2 separate regions of the Danio rerio genome follow, and region 1 is linked to region 2. A link is a contact called in public HiCAR-type data. All regions are on one chromosome and are shown on one strand. Each heading gives the region's core, a stretch centred on a gene start, on an enhancer-like site or on the middle of the called end of the contact. The rest is flanking DNA. Distances are from core to core; before and after follow the strand shown.

Region 1 (6,225 bases), core at 2,856-5,355, 52 kb after region 2:
ATGACAAACAAAAACCATTGCTGCAGTTTTGATGTAGGATTATGGAGAAAAGTAAGAATCACTGCAGTGTTTGTCTGAGGTAATTAGTCTTCCGACATTACTAAAATGTGTATATTTCATACAAAGTGTGAAGCAGATTGGTTAGTTCTACTTGCATGAATCGCGGTGTGCTTAAAGCATTCGGAAAAGTTGAGATGTTTTCAACTAGCCGTGGCTGGAAAATGCGTGCCATGCTCCCTTGTGCGTGTCATGCAAGTCGCACACCTTCATTGGAAATGGCAAACTGACACGCTAAGTTTATTGGCATTGCTTCCAGGGTGAGCTTATCAGCCACATTTTAGTACATCTATAGCGCTTCATACCAAAACTACATACCGAATTTTTTATTTTATTTATTTATTTTTTTAAATCGATATTGACAATGGTGTTCGGTCAATAAATACCGATTCTGATTTTATTGCCCAGCCCTACGTTTTACACATACCAGCTGCTAAGCCACTGACGGCACCTTTTCACTTACTGGTATCGTTTACTACACAATATATATAGCGGAAAAATATCGTTATCGCGACAATAGTATATGTAGTTTGCATATCGCAGAAAAGTGCAATAAAATAAGTTCATTTTGTGTGTCAAGTATTTGTGTGCTTCAAGCGCAGGTTGTTTATCTAAATCAGACCAGTCAGATACGGTCTTTATTACCTTTATCCCACCTCTCCAGTAGGTGCTGTTTTTTTGCCGAGGTTTTTAATCGTACGTGGTGCTTTAAAGTTTAAAGTTCATAGATTTTAGATTTAATTAGCTAAAAAAAAAACTATTGCCTATTTATTTTAGTATGGTCATTAAATACATTATTTTTTATTTTTGCTGATTAAATAGTACTTTTGCAAGTTAAATATATAGTAATATATATCATTATCGCAACACACAATAACACATTTTCCTAGTATTGTATAGCTCTAATGGCCTGCCGTACGTAAAATATTCTTTAGCCATTTTCTCAGATGTGTAAATGTGGACTGTTTCAAAAATGTCATGTAGTTGTGAACATTTTTTAAAACTGCACGAGAAAGATCACCATCGTTTTCATGGAAACAACGTTAGTTTTGTCTCTTTATAAGCTTTCATGACAACACCATAATGACTCGATGTAAAACACTAAAGTTACTTCTTTTGTGGGTTAAATCTGGACTGGATTGCTGGCTGTTGTCTGACTGTGTTGTTCTGCGACTCAGGTTACGGTCTTCTTCGGGTTTGCCGAGGTTTCGGCTCTGCCGGTGCATTTGTGAGCCGAAAGCTGAAGTCCATTCTGTGGTTTGCAGTGTGTTCTCCAGGTTGATATGATTCCGACTCCAGCATGCTTGACTTTTTTTTTTTCTCTCCCTCACTTTCTCCTGTCCTTCTGATCAGGGTTTATTAAACCAGCACAGTCTTTAACTATTTAAATATTTGTTAAAATATAATTTAACTTTTTCTAGAGGAATAAATTAATAGAAAGACAGAGCAGCAACAGATATTTGGAATAAGAATTTAGTTTGAAACATTAATAATTACTGTAATCTAATTGTAGCATTAATACTTAATTGTATTATTATTATTGTTGTTACTATTGCATGTTTCATCGCTAAATTAAGTCAGCAATATCCAAACTTTTGGACAATGTGCTGGTTTGGTTTTTCCTGATATCAAACAAAATTATCAAACATGATATTTGATTGAGACTCCAGCATGCCTGTCTGTCTGTCTGTCTCTCACTTCCTTCTGTCCTTCATTATCAGACATCATTTGACAGTATTTTTTATCCTTCTTTTCAACAATAGTGTATCAACATCTCCTTCTTTCTGAAATCTGAACTCATTTTAACCAGTGCTTCCTTTCTTAACTTTTCAGCTGTGGTGGTTGCAGTGCATCCGTGTCTCTGTGTCTGATTCTCCGACTAATAATCATCATCTGTGAATCTTTTTGTGCTGTGTTTGATGTCCTCCTCTTGTGTTTTGAACAGGGAAAGCAGCGACTGGCGCCTTCTGGTGGCTTGGAACAGGATGGTATCAGCTGGTGGCTCTCATGTCTCTCATCAACGTCTTTCTTCTCACTAGGTAAAAGTTCACATTAGTGCTGCACGGTACTGGAGAAATATGAGATATTGTTGAGTATGAACGATAGCAATACTTCTTACAATATATCATTTCCCTAGAAAATGTCAGTTTTTTTTTTATTAGCAATGTTTTAAATCATTTATTTATTTAATAGTAAAAAACTGGTCAAATGTATGTTTTAGATCTAATTCAGACAAAAAAAACTGTCAAAATCATTAAAACACTATGAATGATTGAAAATTACTTTAATTATGAGTGTCTATTACATTACACTATTACATTGAGCAAGAAGCTTCAGCCAATTGCAGAACAGCAACCACTGCGGAGGTGGGGATAAAGATGGAATGGCACCATCTGATTGGTCAGATTTAGATAAACATCCATTGCATAAAATAAATGTCATTTATCGCAAATGTCTCAATATGTATATCGCATATACTACAATGATAAGCTTGCAAAACATTAAGCAGCCTTAGTTTACCTAAATGTTTTCTTCTTGCTTCTTTATTAAAATGCATTGTTTAATCATGTTGATTGTTCTCTTTGGTTATGCGTTTATGATGAATGTTTTTGAGAGTGGTTTATTGTATATTTGTCTGTCAGGTGTCTGCCCAAACTACTGAAGCTGCTTCTGTTTCTGCTGCCGTTTCTGCTGCTGTTTGGTGAGGACTCATTGAATTGATTTGAAGTAAAATCTGACGCTGCATGAAAGTAGTAGGATTTGCTTTTTGGATGAGTTGGAAGATTGGATATACACTATCATTCAAAATCTGGAGTAGAAGTCTGTGTGTGCATGTGCGTGTATAATACTTTTTTTCAACATGGACTAATTTAACCCTTTGTCCTGCAAAGAACCATAAGGTAAAGTCATTGACAGTAGCTATGTTTCCATCTACCTATTTTTAGGTGCATTTTGGAAACGGTTGATGGACACACCAAGATGAGCATAAATTTGGAAAATTTGCAATAAAAATGCACAAAACTGTAATTTTTAAAAAGGCATCAAGAAAAAAAGTACTTTTGCTTTAAAAAAAAATAATAAAGTGTAAAGACCCAATTCACATAAAACAATGTATACATTAAGTGGCTTTATGTGTTTGTGGGAAAGGCATGTCAGAAAGGGTGGATTTCTTTGTGAAAAACACTTTCAATCCAATTGAGAGAAATATGCAAACAAAAGTTCTCTATTAAAAGCTGTCAGGGTTTTTGTATTTTCTTTCGGTGGCAGAGAAACCATTATAATGATCCAGAAATTCCTCTATAAAGCCACTGGCACTGATCTGCAGCCACACTTGTGCAATCATTGGTAGTTCAACCCAGATGGCTCTACTTACTCTCTGGATTGCTTTCACACTTCTCCACGGTTGCTCAACACACACACACATTCTCCACTTCTCCATTCCCAAAACCAGAGGTGTGGCTCTAAGTTACATTTATAAATTGAGTCACAAAAATGTCAATTATATACTGTATAAAGGAGCACACCTCTATTTTAAATCAATATTTTTTATAGGATTCTTTGCAATAATGTATTTGCATATAGAAATTCTTCTGTTTCTAGAGACAATGGAGTTGCACCCAGGTCAGTCTGTGGTGGAGTTGCAGTGCCTAGTATACTATATACATTAGATTAGTCAGTGCCAAAGCCAAATCTGGAACTAATCTAACAAAACTTACAAGCCAAATAAAATATTAAGTACATTTTAATAGACAGGATAAATCAACGAAAACATTTTAAAATATTAATTTTATTTATTTAAAAAAAAAAATTTTCAATAAACCAATTATTATGATCTTAAAGATGTTTTTTCCTAAAGATGTTTTTGACCATTCTCTTATTTTATGGATATACTCTGGGTGAAATAAGTGTTGAATACGTCACCATTTTTCTCAGAAAACATATTTCTAAAGGTGTTGTTGACTTGAAATTTTCACCAGATGTTGGTAACAACCAAAAAAATCCATCTATGAAAAAAAAACAAATCTAATTAGTTTACAAATGAAGTTATGTGTATTAAAATGTAATGACACAGGAAAAAAGTATTGAACACATGAAGAAAGGGAGGTGTAGAAAGGCAGTGAAAGCCCAGACAGCAGCTGAAATCTCTCAGTAGTTCTTCAGCAATCCTCTGCGCTTCCTCAGTGTAAAGGAATATTAGCTGCTTCAGTCCAACATCTATATTAGCAGGATAATGAAGATGAAACCAGGACATTTTAGCAAGACAATAATCCAAAATACAGCAAAAGAAAATCTCAAATGATTTTAGAGAAAGGAAATCAAGCTTTTTAATGGCCTAGCCAATCACCTGACTCGAATCTAATAGAAAATACAAAATAAAGATCAGATTTGATAGAAGAGACCCACAGAAGAGTCAAGAATTTTACACTCTGTTGAAGTCTGTGAAAAACTCACACCTGAGCGATGCATGTGGCTTCATTCTCCACATGAGACTCGTCTTTAAGCTGCTAATATATTCTTTATTCACAGAGAAACAAAAAAAGAGTTTCTGACTCCTAGTTAGTTTTGTGCAGTAAGTCATCAATAAATTCAGCCTTTTATGCAAATAATGTGATTTTTCTAAGGTTTTCCTGTTCTTTTTTTCCCTGTTTATAGGATTATGGTATCTCGGTCTACCCATCGCCCTGTCCTTCCTTCCCGCTGTAAACCTCACTGAGTGGAAAACATCAGTCACTTCTTTCGCATCACTTCCTGCTCTGCCATCCTTTCCCTCTTTTCCTTCGTTACCAGCGCTACCCTCTTTCACAAAAGAACCCCTGCTTAAAGAGCAAGATGTCCCTCCACTGGTCGTCGCACAGGTAATAAACCAGGCGTAAAACAACATCTGGCTGTAGATGTGTGCAAATATTAAATATAATCATAACGATGATCCCTAGTTATATTATTATTATCAAGTGCTCTTTAAAACGATATGAATAGAATGATTGGTTATTTAAACATTTTCAGTGCCTTTGAGGAATATCCAGATTGTTGTATTTGCATCACAGTACTAAATGCTTGGTTTTAATATGATTTATTAAGTATGTATATGATAGTAAATGTTTATTTATACATGTTAGTTTGGTCTAATGCAGCTCTAAGGGCATCCTCTACATATGTAAAACATATGCTGGGTAAGTTGGTGGTTCATTCTGTTGTGGCGACCTCATATGAATAAAGGGACTAAGCCGAAGGGAAATGAATGAAAACCTTTAGTCTAATCAGTTTTTACATGGTTCATGACATGCGCGAGAATGATTATTGAATTGATATTTTTCTGATAGTTTTTATGCCTAATGTTGGTAAACACTTTACGATATGCCTCCATTTGTTAACATTAGCTATTTAACTTATATGACAATTCAATTCAATTAATCTTTATTTGGATGGCGCTTTTACAGTGTAGATTGTTTCAAAGCAGCTTCACATAGAAGATCATAGTAAATTGAAACGGTGTAGTTCAGTTTTCAGAGTTTAAGTTCAGTTCAGTTTATCTCAGTTCAGTGTGTTTTAATAATCACTACTGAAAGTCCAAACACTGAAGAGCAAATCCATCGATGCGCAACTCTACAGATCCCGAACCATGTAAGCCAGTGGCGACAGCAGCGAGGAAAAAATTTCACCAATTGGCATAAGTAAAGAATTAAAAAAAAACCTTGAGAGAACCAGGCTCAGTTGGGCACGACCATTTCTCCTCTGGCCAAACGTCTTGTGCAGAGCTGCAGTCTAGGCACCGGACGCTGGAAAGCTGGACCTCAGCAAAGACTCGTCTGTCCCTGGAGCGTCACAGGAATCAGTCTCATGCTCTTCACTCCTCCATGACCACCACAGCAGCTGCTCAGGGTACAGCCTGGTCCAGGATTATGGAAACCTTGGGATCATCTTGTCGCTGGTCTTGGATCGAATCAGTGGAATCAAAAGAGTCAACAGTCTTTACCATCTTTAATACACTCAGTTAGCTTAGACAGTTTAGACATCTCATCTCATTTAGTTGAAATATATAATTGAGTATCATCTGAATAGCAGTGAAAGCTGATCCCATGTCTTGTAATAATGTTTCCCAGGGGTAGCATGTATATTGTAAACAGAAAAGGGCCTAAAACCGATCCTTGAGGCACCCCATACTTAAAA
Region 2 (5,503 bases), core at 25-2,524:
CTGCTGACATCACACTGCTTTGTTTACTGCAGTAACCAGGGAAACACTGTTTTAGTTTAGGATTCATTTCTTGCAATCAGTATTTAGTAAATATTTATAATATGGTCGCTGGTTTAAGTCTGGTCGGCTGAGCCAGTTGGCATTTCTGTGTGGAGTTTGCATGTTCTTCCGTGTTGGCGTGGGTTTCCTCCGGGTGCTTTAGTTTCCCACACAGCTCAAAGACATGCGGTACAGGTGAATTGAAAAAACTAAATTGACCATAGTGAATGTGTGAATGTAAGAGTGTATGGCTAAGTTGGCGGTTCATTCTGCTGAGGCAACCCCTGATGAATAAAGGGACTAAGCCGAGGTAAAAAGAATGAATGAATGAATGAATGAATAGATATATTAATATTTTGCTCTACTATTTAATTTTGAGCAAAAATGAGCCAACATCGATCATCTGTTTATGATCTGACATTATGTTGAAATGTTCATGCTTAATTTATTGCTCTGTATTTACATTATTTTTATAATAGTTTTGCTTTTAAAATAAGATTTCCTTTCACTTCAGCAAACAACAAGTAATTAAACATATTACTGTATACAAAAATAAATGCATATACCATAAAATAAGACAATAGAAATTTGCAATGTATGATTGTCAGATTTTAACCTGTAATAAAAATATTCACTTCAAGAAGGCAACTTATATTATTAATAAATATTTAGATGTATTACTCTTAGTTGGGCTACTGTTATTTTCATCATTAACAAATACAACCTTTTTAAGTGTAAATATTAGCTATTTAAAAATGCAAATGAGCAAAAAACTTCTGCATTTTTATTAACTGAGGTTAACAAAGACTATTTAAAAACTAACAAATGTTTTCTAAGTTAATACATGAAGAAATACACCCAACTCAAAGTGTTCCTAAAAATGTATCATTATAACTGATTTAAATCTGCGAGTTTGTATCAGGTCGTTCTTTATTTAGTATTTAATCTCATATAGACTGCCCAACACTCTCGCTTCCTCACATTTACTGTCTGTTTTGAGCCCCAATCGCCTGTATTTACGTTTCTGCACGCTGAAGTGACTCTGTTGACAGCTTTACGGACAGGCTCCTCTGAATCCTTATATCCAAGACTGTGTGACGTGAGCGGGGAGGGCGTGACCCGGCCTCTCAGCCAATAGATTCAAAGTATGCGCGTGATTGACAGCTGAGCTTGGAAAATAGGAGGAACGTTCTTGCGACTTTATCCGTCTGGCTTTACTCTGTTGTGGAAGCCATTTTGGGATTTTCCTAGTAGTAATTGTTAGTCAAGCGCGTAACTTTTGGTGTTTTTTTCTCCCTCACGAAGATTGAAGGATTTGTATCTCGCGTTGGGGACGCAGGGGGATTTGTTTGTGTTTTCATTTGTGCGTATACCCGTCGAGATGCGCCACACGCTTTGCGCATCCTCGAACTGGATTGTCATTTCAGAACTGGACTACCTTCAAAACAACAAGAGATTGTAGAAACTGATGGTCAAACTGGCAAGTGCTTTAACGTTTAGTTGCTATTTCTGATTTAATTCACGTCATATGCACAGATTCGTTATTGTTGAAGTGTAGTTATAATAATACAGTGTTTGGTGGACAGTCAGCGAAGCTCCTTTCTTTGCAAACTCTTGACAGAAAACATGGCCCTGCTTTAACTGTCACACACGCGAACGGAAATATTTATATACACTGTTTATGATACGTCACTCGAATCTTCATAAGTAAACACTCTGAAGTGCGCATTAAGGTAATAGAACTGCGCTGATATAGGCTACAGTGTTGCAATGCAAGGCTCTGTGTCAAAACCCACTCACTCTCCTACATAGATAGCGAAGTGGGAACACTTAAACAATGAAACCACTCGTTTTGTTCGGAAAATCTAATTTAATGTTATCTATATGCAAATGATGGTCGATTCTAATGTTTAGAGACTATTTGAAGTGCCTAAAAGTGCTGTCCAGACTAGTTTTTGAGACTCATCCAACGTTGCAATCCTAAATGTTGCAGATTTGAGTTGTGCGTTTGTTATGATTATGCATGCAAATGGAGATAACCACGCATAAAGGCGTGAAGATGTGAATGAGTCGAGATAAAACATAAATCCCTGACTACTTTTTTGTTTGACTTGTGCACAAAGGAAGGAGCTCCTGGTTTTCACCATTGACTTGTTTCATTGCACCATTAGCAGCAGGTCATGTTTGGATAATTGCTCAGCTTGTCTGGGCTTGCGAAATGTGCTTTTTAGAAAAGGAAAAGAGGTGGGAAAGATTCTCTTTTCCTATTCAGCCTGTCTCTTGAGTGAGGAACAGTCGCTTTTGTGGATCTTGTGCACTTTTGAGAATGAGGAGGCATGCATTTAGAGGAAAGGTAAACAAAATTAATACTATTTTATACTTTCACTGAGAGATATCAGCATTTTAATCTTACCCGATTAATATGAAGTAATATTACTATTTATTAAATATTAATAATAATAATAATAAATCGGTTCAGAACAGTTTTGAGAATTAGTATTATTTACTAAATTGACTTGCTAATAAAACCGTAGTAATTTTACAATTTTTATTTAATTTGACTTGGTAATGAGATTATAAAGGTAATCTTCTGAATTTAAAGTTAAACACTAAACTCTCAATGTATGTTTAAAGTTAAGGCTGACATACCAAACCATGGAAAAGTAAGGGAATTTTGATGTTGCGATTTTTAAACGAAACAACATAAACATGATTTTATTCTTTCGCTGGGAGATATCAGCCTTTTAATCTTGCCTGAATATTTTTGTAAGTGCGTGCTCTGTTCAACACTTCTGAAAAATTCAGGACAGTTTTAAGAATAATAATTATTATATTAATTATTTATTTTGATTAAACAATGAGTTTAAAGTAATCTCTTGAATTTAAGGTTAAACATTAAACCCCTATGTGTGTTTAAAGTTAAGGCTGACATACCAAACCATGCAGAACTAAGGGATTTTTGTTGTTACGATTTTTAAATGAAATCTTAAAGGTCCATAGAAATGTAAGTAAGATTTTATAGTATAATCTGTTTTGCATCAGTTAACACATAAGATATGACAATATTATACTATTATGATAAATAAACATCAAGTAAAATATTGAATTAAATAACTGAAATATAGGTTAAACTTTCGGATAAGGTTGCATTAGTTAGTAATATATTGACTAATACTAGCAAACAATGAACAATACATTATTTACAGACAGTATTTATTTTTAGTTAATAGAAATAAAGTTGTTCATAACCTGTGGCGCATTACCTATTGTTAATTACAGGTTGTAATTAGTTTGAAATATAGTGATTCTGTATGAGTATCATTCATTATTAGTCCATGTTAATATACATTTAATAGAACCTTATTGTAAAATGTGACTGAAACATTATTGTGCAATCTACTCATTCTTTGCTATATTTACTACTTAAAAATATATATATAGCGCTTTAGGTTCAGTGTTCATTTATACTTCAATACATTACATTAGCAAACATTTAACTAATGCACTTGTTTAGTCATAAATGATTAGTTAGTTTGAGTTTTAACTTGAAATGTTGTGTAATATTATTAATAATATATTGATTAATAAAAAAAATACTTTAACCAACATTATTAATTACTCTGTTGTTTATTTGTAGTTCACAACACCATATTCATATCTGATCAGTAATCCAATACTTACCAAAATGTCTTTTGCATGAATTTGAGCAATACGTTTTATTAAATAATCAGTGTGATCGTATGAATACATGACTAGATTATTTATTTAACATAATGCTTTGCCCTTAACCAAAAATATTCATCAATAACTGTAATAATATTTCAAATATTAGCACTATTATATCTGATATAAGAAATATTTAATCTTCTTGTTTTTGTTGTTTTGGTTACTTTCAAGCACTGTAATATGGGATAGGGATATTGAAAAGGAAATGCATTTTAAAGCATCCGTGTGAAAACAAACCTGGATAGAAGAAAAACAAGAGATCCATTGTGCATTCCAGTCAAATATCCATGGAATATATCGTCAAGAGCAAACCACAAATTCCTACTTAATCTTTTCTTGTTTTCCACATTCTTACAGCTTAATGTAGAGGAAAAATGAAAATAATCAGATTATAATAAAAAATATATCAAGCGTTCATTTTCTACTTATACTCTGTTTGTGTTGGGACAGCATAAATGAAATAAGTTACCTTACTATTTTTTACAAATGTAACCGGATTGAGCATAAAACATTTAAGTTTTTCCAAAAAAATGAACTCAAGAATTGTGTTGTTTCAGCTCATTTTAGGTAGTATGAACCAACAGCAAACATCGTTTTTTGAGTGTAGCATATCACATTAAAATACTAAACATAGAAAATAAAGGAACGTTTACAATTGATTCAGTCAAACGAATAAATAAGGATTATTTGTAGAGTAATGAAACTTTCCCAAACCACAAGTTCCTCCCATAATTTAAAAAGGAGTAGACTCATTCAGGAAAAAAAATGCTCAATACAAATCAAGTTAACTTAATTGTTTTTACAAATATCAGTGCATTAAACATAAAACAATTAAGCTGTCCCAAAAAACTCAAGAATCGTGTTGTTGCAGCTCATTTTAAATAAATAGATTAAACAAGCAGCACAAAGTATTTTTTAAGTAAGTATACTGAATATAATGTAGCTCATAGTGCTGCACGATTCTGGCTAAAATGTGAATCATGATTTTCTTTTGCTTAAAATCAAGATCACGATTTTCTCACGATTCTTTGGATGTAAAATAAAGGTTAATATGAGTAGGCTATTATTACTTTTAATTCTCAAACATATCGTCACCTTGGAATTATGAGGTTCTATCTGCATTCTGAATGATTTTGAGATATTAAGCTTGAAAGTTTTTGCAATCCATATACAGTAGCAAACAGTATGTGTGTAACAAGTCCTAAAATGTGCAAACCATCCACAGCCTATAATGAATGCCATTTAAATATATAAATTTGTTTTAGTAAATGTGTTTGGTGTTTTCTTTTTATTTAGTAAATAATGCACGTTTCTATTCAGGCCGTTTGAATTTATTTCGATGTACAAACAAAAAATGCTTGCTGAAAAACTACTAGGGATTTAGACATTTTGTGAGACCTGTATACACATGAACACCTACACTCAACTGTCCTCCTCTTATTTGCATCGGTTCTGGACAGCGCTGTTGATTTCGGATGCGTAGGTGTGGACCGCCACACTTCCTGTCCACTTGACAACAGCTAATAAAGTAGAAAAACAAAGGAAACTAAAAAAAAGCTCAGTTTACTATGAATGTTTATAATCTCCACAAGCTTTACATTCAGTCACCTGCATCAGACTAAACAAGTAAACCAAAGCAGTTCATCAGGATTCTTCCAAGAGACAGGCTGAACTGTAGGCCGTGTGTGTGTGTGTGTGTGTGTGCGCATTGTGTGCGTGTTTTCATGGGTGTGACTGA

The links. HiCAR-type assays count read pairs that join an accessible place to other places.
Region 1: a HiCAR-type map of caudal fin shows a contact between it and region 2, with 4 times the contacts expected there. The contact joins the promoter of LOC141381148 here to the promoter of sun1b in region 2. A contact is called at or near these places in 3 of 18 Hi-C or Micro-C datasets (caudal fin, hematopoietic stem cells and an unstated tissue) and 1 of 4 datasets of contacts at active chromatin or transcription factors (caudal fin).

The regions. Positions count from the first base shown.
Region 1 is chr3:11,773,648-11,779,872 of GRCz12tu, forward strand. LOC141381148 reads right to left here and starts at 4,106. Exons shown (of 3, transcript XM_073944165.1): 1 at 3,949-4,106. It overlaps sun1b (Sad1 and UNC84 domain containing 1b), which reads left to right. Exons shown (of 23, transcript NM_001018135.2): 10 at 1,236-1,334; 11 at 2,003-2,096; 12 at 2,700-2,758; 13 at 4,711-4,913.
Region 2 is chr3:11,724,217-11,729,719 of GRCz12tu, forward strand. sun1b (Sad1 and UNC84 domain containing 1b) reads left to right here and starts at 1,275. Exons shown (of 23, transcript NM_001018135.2): 1 at 1,275-1,519. The coding sequence starts at 1,508. The region is part of intron 1 of LOC141381148; the gene reads right to left.